3 separate regions of the Mus musculus genome follow, and all the other regions are linked to region 2. The links are chromatin contacts, called in public HiChIP or PLAC-seq maps. All regions are on one chromosome and are shown on one strand. The core of a region is the stretch at or near the end of the contact, and the rest is flanking DNA. Distances in the headings are between cores, read along the strand shown. Region 1 overlaps Ptprn2 (protein tyrosine phosphatase, receptor type, N polypeptide 2). Region 2 overlaps Gm5441 (predicted gene 5441). Region 3 overlaps Ptprn2 (protein tyrosine phosphatase, receptor type, N polypeptide 2).

Region 1 (4,248 bases), core at 1,011-3,510, 260 kb after region 2:
ACTTGAGTAAAGAGAAAAGATTAAAAACCATCTACTGGGCATCTGGGGAGACTATTTGTAAGGCAGGAAAGGCCACAGTATCCCATGCTTTGAAGCAATAGCCTCGCGAACATATTCACAAACACGGCCAGAAGAGGTTGGCTGCCTGCGCGGCCCAAAGAAGGCGCAGGGACAGAGTTAGTAATGTGGGAGCCAAGACACAGTGCGATGAGAAACAGCAGCTTAATAAAAGCTAGGCTGTTATCAAGTTATGAAGGCAAAGAGCAGGAACTGGGGGAGATGAAGAAAGAGTAAGGAAATTAAAGCTACAAAAGCAGAGTTAAAATCCACACTGGGGGCAACAGAGCAGAACCAGTGGCCATATCAGCCTGACTCGCTCAGCTCTTCGAAAATAATGAGGGAAGGGCCGGAAACAGTGGAGGTGGGGCAGTCAGAACTGTGTAGACGAGGACAAGACGCAGCCCAAGAACCAACCACGAGGTCAGAAGAATGGGGGCAGTGGTAGGATGCTTGCTTGCCCTTCGGCATAGTTTCCACCCAATGACACCTGGCTTGCACAGCAAATTGCAGAAGGAACACTGTACAGATGGACCCCGTAGAGCATCGTCTGACGTAGAACTTAAGGGTATTGATGTGACGAGCCAATGGGAAGGCAAGGTGTGATGGTTTATCCCTCCCATCACAGTACACTAAATAAGAACTGCAGTGATCAGGATAAACAAGTGTTCTAGGTGGAACCACCTGGCTCCGAAGGACTGAAAGAGGGGGCCATGCTCCACTCCCGTGTGCCCAGAGTCACCTTGCCCCTCCGAGTTCCAGCTTGGGAAGCAGCTGCTAGAAGGAACACTGTTGGCAGTGATATTCACATCCAAAGACCACGGATCCTGGAAGAAGTCCCCATCACAGGCCCCACTGGGAACCAGCAGTTTTCCTTCCAATGAAGCACTAGACCAGGACTCTCCTGGGAGCAGCCAGGGCAAGCATCTGGAAGTTCCCTGGTAAAGGCCCCTGGCTCAGTACACAGCCTGCTTGGGTCTCCCGGTGACATGTGTGAGTGAGGGGGAACTACTGCTCCTCCTAACTGACCTTGCTGGTTGAGCCCACCCTACATGGAGGTCCCTCCCATGTGCTACTAGGGAACATCACAAGCACTATTGGCCACTGACACCAACATGCTTGCAGGACAGAGATTCGGGTGTTGGAGAGCTAGCTCCTGGAGTGGGACCCCTGGCACCTGCCTTCACGCCTTCCCCCTGCCCACGGTGAAGCTGATGGCAAGCCGATCAAGCTGCCCACCCCCACCCGAGGGCTTGATGGGAAGTCAGAGCACTACACTGTGGGTCTTCTTCAGCACCCACTCATGTTACCAACTCTTTTTTTTGTTGTTGTTGTTATTGTTGTTGTTGTTCTTAATAGTTTTAAATTTTAACTTATAATATTGTATTTTGGCTTACATGAAACACTGGTAATGAGCCCTCCCCACTCCCACCCCACACACGATGACTCTGAAAAACTCCCCTAAAGAAATCCTAAATTAGTCTTTAAAAAATACACAAAAATACACTGGGGCAGGGACACTGGCCCTTAAGGAGCAGTAATTACTGAGACTGAGGGGTGCCAGAGGCCCAGTGTGGTCTTTGTGCTCAGGGACTGACAGACTCAGGCTCATACATAATTCAGGAGCAGAGACAATACAAGGAGCAGAATTTAGAAAGAGCCAGAGTGGCTAAACACCCATGCCTGGGGTAAATAAAGAGTGCCCAGGAACCCTGTGATGATTTTTTGTACAATTTATGAAAAAAAATCATAGCGTTGAGGTACTAGGGTACCCTCCCTGTGTGTGGTGGGAACATCCCAGGTTTTCACTTTTCCCTAGGAAAGTGTGTAGCCCTCGTGGGCCCGCAGAAGAGCATATGGTACTGCAGGGACAGTGTGTCCCCCACCCCTTTCGTCCTCCTTCCTTTCTCTGTGCACCACAATGCAAAGCTTTGTCGAGCTAATACTTCAAGGATCAACATCGAAATTGGAACTTTCTCTTTCTATAGCCACATCCAATTAAAAGTATCTTAGACCTCCCAGCGGCTCCCCCTCCAGGGCGGCCTGGCTGTCAGAGCCCTGGAACTATACATACATTTTAAATCAACCTGCGGGTCTCCAACCCATACACAATATTATAAACAGCATTTTCGCAGCCCCTTTGTGTGTGCCGCTGTGAATCGGGACCGCTGAATCACATGGGTAAACCCTGCCTCCACCCACACATTCCCGGTTTATGGAGTCATTTCAGAGCAATCCAATTAGTCTCCTCCACCTGACCGTCTGTTGATTACATTTGGATTTTTCTTTGCAGGCGATGTGGGGCGCTCACTCTATGCCGTACAGCTGCAGCTTCTCACCTTCTCAACCCCGCCGAGGAGGAGAATTCACTGCACAAACTCCTGTGCGAATCGTGTGTAAGGAAAACAGTTTGTACAGACGCCTGCCTGAATGTACCAACCTCAGGAGAGTGCCCTGCACAAAGGCCTTTGTGGGCCTAGCTTAGGAGAATCAGACATATTAACCAATGCAAATAAAGGGAGAAGGACTAGAGATGGACTCCTCAGAGAAAGGAAACATGACAACTGTACGCAGGCCAGGAGTGTGGGACCACGGGCTCTGGTCTCTACACGTTTCTCAGCTCATGCTCTGTGAACATTGCTGTGACAGTGACAACCAAGATTTCCACCCCCCTATAAAATTAAATGTCACTCTTGATAGCATAAAATCTGAAACATCATCCTGCCAAGTCCACACCAATACTTGCACAGAAAATTAAACCCTCTCTGTTTATTGAGAGGGTAATGTAGCCTTCAGATGTGTGAGAACCCCTGCTAAGTGAGAAATTAAAAAAGCACCACTGTACGGTCTAATGGTATGTATGAAATAAGAAAGGTAACTTAATTGGTAATCAGAAGAAATCATAAAACTAATCATGCAATTAATGTCTTCAAAAGCAAGCACACGAGGTGTGTATAATTACAAGGAAACAGCGCAATGGTGGCCACTAGGGCCTTGCACGGCTTCCTTGGATGGCCTTCAGCGCCTGCATATGGACTCCCTGGCTTGGTGTCTTTGCCACCTTCTCTAGCACATGGGCCACACCGAACTCCCCTCATGCAAAGGGATCCTAGCATGCCTCTCTCTAAGCTCTGTTCTTCCTTGTCACTGGCTATGGGTCCCTTGGGAGGTATGGCCATGCGTGTATATGTGACAGTTGGGGATTGCTCACTGAGGTGGCTGTGGGAACAACTAATGAACACATATTTACATCTGCAATACCCTGGTTTTCTTTGGAAAGCTACACTGAATAATAAGCAGTTGTTGCTTAACACACACAGTTTGAAGGCTGTTGCAGGGAGGTTAACTTGTTGATAAGTAGGGCCTGTGATGAAGAACCACCAGGTGTTTTTTTCTAGGTCCTATGTCTCTGCACCAGGAGTCCCCCACACAGGTCACCACAGTCCTCTTTTATCCTGGTGACTATATCCTATGTCTCTGCACCAGGAGTCCCCCATGCAGGTCATCACAGTCCTCAGAGAACTAATTGTTCACAAACAAGAAATTACAGAGGAAGAATTCCATTGCTGCTTGTCTTATGCTGATTTGGTCTTGGGGGTAATCACAGTGCCCTGTAGGTTCACACCAACATTGCCTGTTAAGGATGTGCACTAATCTCTCTGCAGAGCTGCATGAGGCTCCCTGGACCTAGCCTGCCACCATTAGGTAGAGGAGAAATGGCCAGTGGGAGAAGCAGTAATAGCTAGGCTGGAGTTAGAGGGAGAGATAAGATGCTAGGAAGAGGAATGGTGTGAGTAGGAGGCCCATTAACAGCAGAGCAAGATATCAAGGGAAGGGCTGAGCATGGTGGTAAGGGGAGCCTAAGGGGAAGAGCTTGGAATCCCATGGATAAAGAAGGTGTGCTATGTGAAATGAATACATTATGGTTAGTCTTGCCCTGCTGTGAGTGTATTCACTTTTAATTTGACCTCAGTGCCCAAGGACTTGCAGTTTGCACCCTGCAGGGGAATGCTGTCCTTGGCATGGGTGGTGCGCTGAGGACTTGTGGCGGTCCCATCAGGACCCTGACACATGGTGGAGGGTTGTTCTGTGAGGACCCACCTGGCCGATGTCTTCTTTCTCTTCTAAGGTCTGTTTTCAACAAGCAGACGAGTCACAGATATGAGACAGGCACATAATTCTATCTTCTCC
Region 2 (4,016 bases), core at 278-2,777:
AAATCTTACATTTTTAATTTTTTGTTTGTTTGTTTCAAGACAGAGTTTCTCAGTGTAGTCCTGGCTGTCCTGGAACCCATTCTGTAGACCAGGTTGTCCTTGAACTTAGAGATCTGCCTGCCTCAGCTTCTGAGTGCTGGGGTTTTTGTAGTTAAGGATAGAGAAGAGGGAAGGAGTCTTATTAGGGGCAGAATGGAGTTTTGGGGGGTGGGATGGAGAAAGTGGGGATTTCTTTAATTCTTTCCTTGTGCCTTTGTTGAACAACCCCCCCCCCCCACACACACACACACACCCTGATTTCTTCATAGGTCTGCCTTCTCTCATTCTGTCTGCTTGGTATTTTTTCTATACCTGTCTCTAAGCAGTCCAGTTGTGTACCCTGGTGTTCATCCCAGCAGGCACCCAAGTGAGGATAGGGTGACTTAGTGTACCCTTCCCTTCCAATCCTGCTACAAATCTTCTGTGTCTGCGCACATCACGTGTGTGTCTGTGTGGACATTCCCATGCTTACATCTGTGCATGAGTGTGCAAAGGCCTCTGGGTCAATACTTCCATCTCCTTGTAGATATGACAGCATTGTTTACCCTGGTGATGTCGTGATGTCATGATCAACAGGAGCTCAGGTCTTTGGCCACAAGGGTGACACTGTGAGTCAATCTCAGGACCATGTGGCAAGACCACATTGGTCTCCTATTCCATGTTCCAGTTTAGTCTGCTGTGGCAGGAGAAATTCCTTTTCCAGGGTCTGTGTTGGGTGCTGTGCCTGAGCTGACATGAGGCTAGTGACGTTGTTGGTGTCTGTCCTCAGCAGCCAATTCCACCTCCTGTGCCTGCTGTTCCAGGCTTTCTTGTCATTGGCTGTCTCTAAGAAAGGAGTGACTTCCCAGTTTGACTTGAGGGGCCTAGGCGCAGTAGGACTGTATAAGTGCCACGGGGCTCCTTCCTCTGCAGAGCACAGTAGCTTCTTCACAGCAAGCTCATTCTGAAGAGTGGTTCTGTCTCTGACCATGGGGATTCCTCTGCAGGGTCTCCCTTTTCTGCCATTTCCCACATGACTAGCAGTCTGCCCCTTTCCTCTCTTCTCACCCTTCTGAGGCACCAACCATGAGATAGGAAAATGGAATCTCTGTAGTATCCCCAGAAACCCCCAGATCCATAATGTTAACCAGGAGCCAGAGTCTTAGCAGGGAGAAAGCTTGTGGGGGATGTCTGGTGTGGGTAGAGCTGCAGCTTCACACACTACCTGCACTCACCTGACATTCCCCACTGGGGATGAGGAGGAAGCTGGATTACTCCTCATTGCATCCCCTCTTCCTCCTCCCGAAGTGCCTTAGCTGAAGCTACCTCACAGCCCTGTATTGTACCCAGGACTTCCCTGCTCACTTTAAATCCAAGGACAAAGTCCTTTTGCTTTCAGAGCCTCCAAGGAGCCGTGAGGAACTGTGTTATTTCATGAATACTGAGCAGGCCCAGGGCAAGCCCCAGTGGTTCTCAGCTGTGGCCATGTGAGATCTGGCCCTTCAAGCCTCCACTCAATGGTCTCAGTGGAAGGATGAATTCCTGTCAGGCTGCCAATTAGGAGGTGAATGTTACACCATGCTGGGTTGGGGGAAGGGGCTTGGAGTGTATTGTGCTTGTCTGCAGCAGGCAGGCTGTCTTCTGGTGGAGGCTGTCCAGGAATACCACTGAGTCTGAGCAACCAGGAGGGTGCGTCTGTGATAACTGTGTGTGTGGCAATGTCTACTGATGGGTACAGCTTTATTCCTCAGGAAACCATGTGTCCCGGCCACTTCTGACTATGCAGAACAGAGTTCAATAGTGGACAGTCACTGGGTAGTGCATGGGCAAACCCAGACCAGGGAGGACTCCCAACCAACTGTAGCCTCATAATTCTCAGGCACATGCACTTGGATGCAATGAGGGGTGCAATGGGGGGACTCATCGCCCTACAAGGTCTACCAAGATCAGCTTCTGTATTGTTTGCTTTCCTTGTAGTTGGGACAAAATGCTTGACAAAGCAACTAAGGAAGGCGAGGTTCATTTGGCTTATCATTTGAGGGTGTAGCCAGCATGGCAGGAGGGGCATGTTGGTAGAAGTGTGAGGCATCTGGCTGGTCACATGACTTCCACAGCCAGGAAGCAAAGAGCGATGGATGCTGGTACTCAGCTTGCTTTTTATTCAGTCTGGGACCCCAGTCCACAAGTTGGTGCTGCCCCCATTCAGGTTGAGTCTTCCTACCCCTGACCCAATGTAGGACCTCTACCCCCCCAGACATGTCCAAAGGTTTTTGGTCTAGATGATTCTGTCTGGCTGATAATCAAAATTAACCATCACAGATTCCAATGGGTGCATGAGTACTGTGGCCACAGGATACTCTGCTTCCCTTCCAGGCAGGAAGTCTATCTGTTTTCCAGCCCAGCTGCATTCTGCCTTGGCCCCATCTGTAAAATCACCCTGTGACAAAGCTGTGGCAGTAACTGGACAAGACAATAATATGTAATATGATGATTTATTTTCCTAAATCCTGAACCCAGTAGGAACAGGTCTTTAGGGAGATGAGATGCTCATAACATTGGCATAACTCTCACACTACAAGGGAGTCTTCCAGTCCAGGATGTTGGCTTTGACGACAGGAGCAGCCTGAGTCCACAGCTCTTTTCCTTTCTGGTTCCCTCTTTTCTTTTACTCTCTGTGGAATCCCAGCCTTGGTGCTGCATAACACACTGTCTTCTCCATGTGCTTCCTGACCCCTAAGCACTCTGGGAAGGGCCAAGCCTCCAGATGCAAGAGTGGCTGTTGTTACCTATAAATGTGTTTCACACAGCAAAGTCTGCAGTGTCTTATGCTGAGCACAGAGGTTGTTGTGCCCGGAATATAAAATGGCACCACAGAATCACGTGTTTGAATCCTTGGTGCTCAGATGATAGCAGTATTTGTGAAGAGACAAAGGAGCCAGGAATGGGAAGCTGAGAGCTTACATCTTAAATCACAGTCATGGAGCAGAGAGAAGAAACTATAAATGCAAGACTTGTTAATCTCAATGTCTGTCCCCAGTGACAAACTTCCTTCAGCAGGACTGCAACCACAGGTAAAGGAAATAGGTAAAACACTCAGGTGATACACTCTGGGGGCACAACCACCTTAGGAGGACACCCCATCGTCCCATAAGTCTAGAGGACCTTGGGATTAGTCAGAGTTGTCCAAATGATCCTAGCCTTGAGCAGAGCTGAGGAAGTGGAAGAAAGCACTGGGCCTGCATCTCAAGTGTGGGCATGTGCTCACAGTGCAAGTGGGACACCCATTCCCCAGCTTGAAAGGGAGTAGAAGAAGGTTGTGAGGTTATACTGGTGTCTCTTAGAATTTTCTAGAACTTGGGACAATACTTCTGTTGCCATCTTTCTCCCCTTTTAATGCCTAACTAAATTTAATTTATTGTGTGTGCACATGTGGGCATGTGCACTTGCATGCTTATGGGTGTGTATGTTCATATGTATGAAGGTGCACATATGTATGTTCATGTGGAGGCTGAAGGACAACCCTAGGTATCATCCTAAGGAATTCCACCTGTTTTCTTTAAGACAGTGTCTCTCATTGGCCTGGAGCTTACCAGTTAGGCTAGGCTGCTGCTCAGGGAGTTCTAGGAATCCTCCTGCCTCTGTCTTCCCAGTACTGAGATTACAAATGTGCAATCATGCCTGGCATGGGTTCTAAGTCAAACTCAGGTCCTTGCAGTTTCAAGACAAGAGTGTGCTGGCTGAGTCATCTCTTTCTAGACTTTCTCCCCATTGCCATTTTATGGCAGAATAGTTGTAGGAAGGGCAGGATAGCAATGTCTGTTCCTCATAGCTGTGTACCAGCAAAACATGTTGAGCAGCCATTGGGACTTGATCTGACCATCACAGTTTCTCTATAACCCTGTTTCCCATCCTTCTTTACCCCCTAGACTGTTGGCAGGGCAGGGTCTCAGCCTTAACCCTGAACTGATGTTCCCTGGGCAAGGAAAGGGCAACAGAGG
Region 3 (4,111 bases), core at 1,261-3,760, 380 kb after region 2:
TAAGTATCAAGTCTGGGTTCAGCATCTCTCAGATCCCTTTTTCATCTGAGGAACTGGCTTGGGGTCACTTGGAGCATGTCCATCCAGCTGCTCAGAGTTCTTGTAGTACAGCTCTGGCCATGGTATGCAACGTTCAGATTCTTGCCTTTAGTTGAATCTCCATATGACTTATTTATATTCACATATGAGGTTAAGTAAAGTGCAAAAGATGCTCAGGAGGCTTAATGGTATACATGCAGGTGCTGTCAAGTCAAGGGCGACAGGGGGTCCTATGGACCTGAGGTTACAGCAGAGACCCTTTCAGCTGCCCAATATGGGCAAGGTGTCCAGTCTAGAAGTCATAGGGAATACATTTTCTGAACTGATTGACTGGTAAAACCTATTTTAGATGCAAAAAAATAAGGTGTCAAGATCTGAAAGGCCAAGGAATGTAAACTTTTTACAGTTGACCCTAAAATTTCCAAATCTTTTCTGAAATTGATAGGGAGAATTTCCTATGTGTACACTGTATCCGCATCATCCTGGCCTTTCCCCATCTTTCCCAACTCCATCTAAAATTAATGATTTCGTCTTTTATTTTGGGTGCGGGTGTGTGTGAATCTACTAAGTCCATTAGTGTGTTTTGTATGTATATATGTTCAGGGTGTTTACAAAATATTTTGTTGATGAGTCCAAGAACCAAAAGGAGGACTTCAGTTTTCAATGTAACACCAGCCAAAGATACACATTCTGGAAGCAGAATAAGGAAGTGAAGTAAAGAAAAGGGTGCATAGCACACCCCGCCAAAGCTCGTTGGCTGTAGCCTGATGTGCAAGCCTAACTTAAGGGATGCTGGAAAATAGTTTCCTCTTTGGGAGAGGTGACCATGTGACCAAACTGTTTTGTTTTTTTAATTTTTGTGGTTTTTCTGTTTTGTATTCTTTTCCTTTTTCTATCTGTGACCCTTCTGAAAGGCTGATTGAGTGATTAGAGTTTCAACAATTGCAGAGAGATTTGGGATGGTGCTGGTCTAAAGCCCAGTTATAATTTACCTTGGGCTATCTTTAGCTCCTTTCACAGATTGGCCTCTTCTGCATGTGTGGTAGCTTGTCTGAAGTGCTGTCTGCATGGACCCTCTCCTTCCTCTGGTTGGCATAAGTTCAAAATAAGCCCCTCCTCCTGTAAGTGTCATGGTTCATAGTGTATGATCACAGCAATAGAAAAGTGACTAGCCGTGTGTGTATTATGCCCTCGTGATTATGAGGGAAGTCTTTTGGGATGTACTAGGACCCTAGCTCCGCCAAGTGAAAGCTAAGGAGACCAGTTAGCATCTGATGCCTGCAGCTAAGATACTCTTACCTTTCTGCACCCCTCTTACTTGGTATTTCCACAAAAATATTTGAAGAGTATCGATTTATGAGTTTCTTGGGTTTGTTGCTAAAGAAAACTTGACACCATCACCATGTTAGAAACATGGAGTTTTTGGTAATCAATGTTTTACTAGGACATGGTCACTTGTGTTTGGCTCTGGAATAAACAATCCCATGTCCTTTGAGGTGAGAGCTGTGTTTTGCACACCCCCAACCCTTAATTTTTTCAATTACAGACAAATCTTTACTAGGGAACTAATTTTGCTACTAGAAGAAAATTTGAGGATCATGTCTATTGTAGTCTAGCAATTTATATGGTCAAACTCAAGGGGCATAACCCTTAATCCTTGTTAGATCCTGCTAATTAGGACGATGTAAACAAAGAGTCCAGGGCAGAGGGGCTGGTGGTAGGGAGAGGGGTTTCAGCTGATCAGCCTCAGTTATGTTACTAGAGGGTTCAGTCATCCTCACCTCAGGGACAGAGGCAACTGTGAAGATGGAGGATGCTATCACATGGTCTTGAGAGTGCATCCTTGGGATGGAGGATGTTATCACATGGTCTTGAGAGTGCATCCTTGGGATGGAGGATGTTATCACATGGTCTTGAGAGTGCATCCTTGGCTCACCCTCTGTACATAGATAGGAAAGCCTGGCTTTTTGTCTGCTAGGACTGAGACTTCATGTTGCTTTCTGTTCCACTCTTTTCTGATACTCTTTAGATCAGCACCCAACTTTCCAGGAGAGAAAATCTGTGCCAATATCACAACCCAGTGATAGGCTGTCTCCACTCTTCCTCAGCAGGCATTTTATGGGGCAGGGCTATATGTGTTTGAACATTCCACAAGTGGAACTGGTAGACAGGCTGGAGTGGTTTGGGGATGGGGAGGCTGAGCTGTGGATGCTGGCAGGACATTAAGGACTGTTTCTTCTGGATGAAGCACTAAGGGAGCACAGGTCTGACTTCCTCTGTGAAGGTCATTAGAGAGTCCCAACACACACACACACACACACACACACACACACACACACACACACAAACACTCAGATTAGCAGATGAAATGGTTTCCATGGCAACAATTGGACAAGCACATTGCTGCAATCAGCATTAATTTGAAATATTTTTTTTTTCCTGAGTCTCCTTGGAGTCGGTTTGGGTTTGTGAGCACAAGTGCTTGCCAGCTCTCTAATCCATGGCACCCTTTGAAATCCTATCCAGTGTGTGTGTGTGTGTGTGTGTGTGTGTGTGTGTGTGTTTTGAAACTGAGCCAATTAACTGAGAAGAACTGGGTGGGTCCAGCAGAGCTGGCAAGACTGTGTTTACCAATTAGTTTTTTTTATGATGTAAATGCTGCACCCCATGCAGCAGGAATAAAAGCGAGCCGCACTCAATATGAAACTGTTAATTGCATTTTCAGAGACACAGCTACAAGGTGAAACTAATCACACAAATGATAACTGGTTCCACCACCTACAGCGCTCTGCCTTGCACTTCCACTAATCTGTATTAAAACAGCCCCCTTGGTCCTTGCAGCAAAGAAAAACATAGCATTTGGGATAACCTTCCCATTTTAAAGAGAAAAATGTGTATATATGGGAAGCAATATAAAGGATAATTTTCATTCAAATTGGATTAATACTGTTAACAAACACCACAGCAAAGGGCAGGGTAGTGCCTCAGGAAGGACTTTTCTTTTCTATAAAATTATAGGGAAGTGCATTTGTGAATGAATGCGTGTATATTCTGAAAAGCAAGACCCAGTGCGAATAAGCTTGTTAAAGAAGAAAGAGCCATGGTAATTAGCAAAGGTTGGCTTTCCCATATGATAAGATCACAGAGGACGTTCTAGAAGTCCTCTGGAGAGACATAGGGGATATCTATGGTCCTCTTGCCTTGAAAGACAGGGAGCAGCCCTCTATACGTGGAATGCCAGAGGTATGATGAGGCAGGATATTTGCACAGCTCCGTCCTCTGCTCCTGTTAGGTAGCTAGTCAGACAAAAGTGCACATAGAGGTCAATGAGGATGGACTGTTGCCTCATAAGAGCTTATAAAACTAGGAGGTGCAACTTCAGATCTCTGTCCCTGAGTCTGGGAGATATGTCATTCTTAACTGGCTGGAAGGCCATTATAGATAATTACTTAATATCCTTATCTGACTTAGGATTTCTATTGCTGTGATAAAACACAATGACCAAGAGCAGCTTGGAGAGGAAAGGGTGTGTTTCATCTTAAAACTCTCAGGCTACACTCTGTTGCTGAGGGAAGACTGGGTAGGACCTCAAGGCAGGAACATGGAGGCAGGAATTGAAGCAGAAGCCATGGGGAAAAGAAAACGCTTCTTACAGCCTTGCTATGAATGGCTTGCTCAGCCTCATTTCTTATAGTACCCAGGAACACCTGCCTGGGAGTATCACTCACTGGCCTGTGAGCTGGTTAGCAGTTACAATCAAAGGAGAAAGCCTAATTTTTTTCTTTACATTTTGTAAGCATTTATTAAGCAAGTAATGAGATACCGCATTAAGCACCACGTGTGTATTTGACATTGAGCTATGTGGTCTGTGTTAAGAGGCAAGGAGAATAGTAGTTAAAGTTTATATGACACACATACAGCATATATACATGCACAGAAAAAATAAAGAAGGGACATATTTGTCAAATTGTGAGCACACATATTAGTGATGTGTCTGTGAGTTCAGAGATGGGAGAGATAATTTCATCCTTACTTAGGGTGAAATAGCTTCTCAGAAGCTAATCTATATAAG

The links. HiChIP or PLAC-seq counts read pairs in DNA pulled down with a chosen protein or histone mark.
Region 1: a contact with region 2 is called in an H3K4me3 HiChIP or PLAC-seq map of embryonic basal ganglia, with 2.5 times the contacts expected there. The contact joins two enhancer-like sites. A contact is called at or near these places in 7 of 484 Hi-C or Micro-C datasets (LSK cells, embryonic stem cells, forebrain neurons and 3 more) and 8 of 115 datasets of contacts at active chromatin or transcription factors (astrocytes, embryonic basal ganglia, embryonic forebrain and 3 more).
Region 3: a contact with region 2 is called in an H3K4me3 HiChIP or PLAC-seq map of embryonic basal ganglia, with 2.7 times the contacts expected there. The contact joins two enhancer-like sites. A contact is called at or near these places in 2 of 115 datasets of contacts at active chromatin or transcription factors (embryonic basal ganglia and embryonic stem cells) and 1 of 9 other capture datasets (embryonic stem cells).

Annotation. Positions count from the first base shown.
Region 1 is chr12:117,052,048-117,056,295 of GRCm38.p6, reverse strand. All of the region lies in intron 12 of Ptprn2 (protein tyrosine phosphatase, receptor type, N polypeptide 2), which reads right to left. Among named protein-coding and RNA genes, the nearest start is that of Gm10421, 97 kb to the left of the region's middle. Within about 2 kb of position 2,260, at least 69 of the 459 cell types and tissues checked have an H3K27ac peak or open chromatin away from gene starts, as enhancers often do. A contact at or near this core is called in embryonic basal ganglia, where this site is marked.
Region 2 is chr12:117,312,737-117,316,752 of GRCm38.p6, reverse strand. All of the region lies in intron 1 of Gm5441 (predicted gene 5441), which reads left to right. Among named protein-coding and RNA genes, the nearest start is that of Gm5441, 22 kb to the left of the region's middle. Within about 2 kb of position 1,527, at least 8 of the 459 cell types and tissues checked have an H3K27ac peak or open chromatin away from gene starts, as enhancers often do. A contact at or near this core is called in embryonic basal ganglia, where this site is marked.
Region 3 is chr12:116,936,805-116,940,915 of GRCm38.p6, reverse strand. All of the region lies in intron 11 of Ptprn2 (protein tyrosine phosphatase, receptor type, N polypeptide 2), which reads right to left. Among named protein-coding and RNA genes, the nearest start is that of Gm31336, 180 kb to the right of the region's middle. Within about 2 kb of position 2,510, at least 15 of the 459 cell types and tissues checked have an H3K27ac peak or open chromatin away from gene starts, as enhancers often do. A contact at or near this core is called in embryonic basal ganglia, where this site is marked.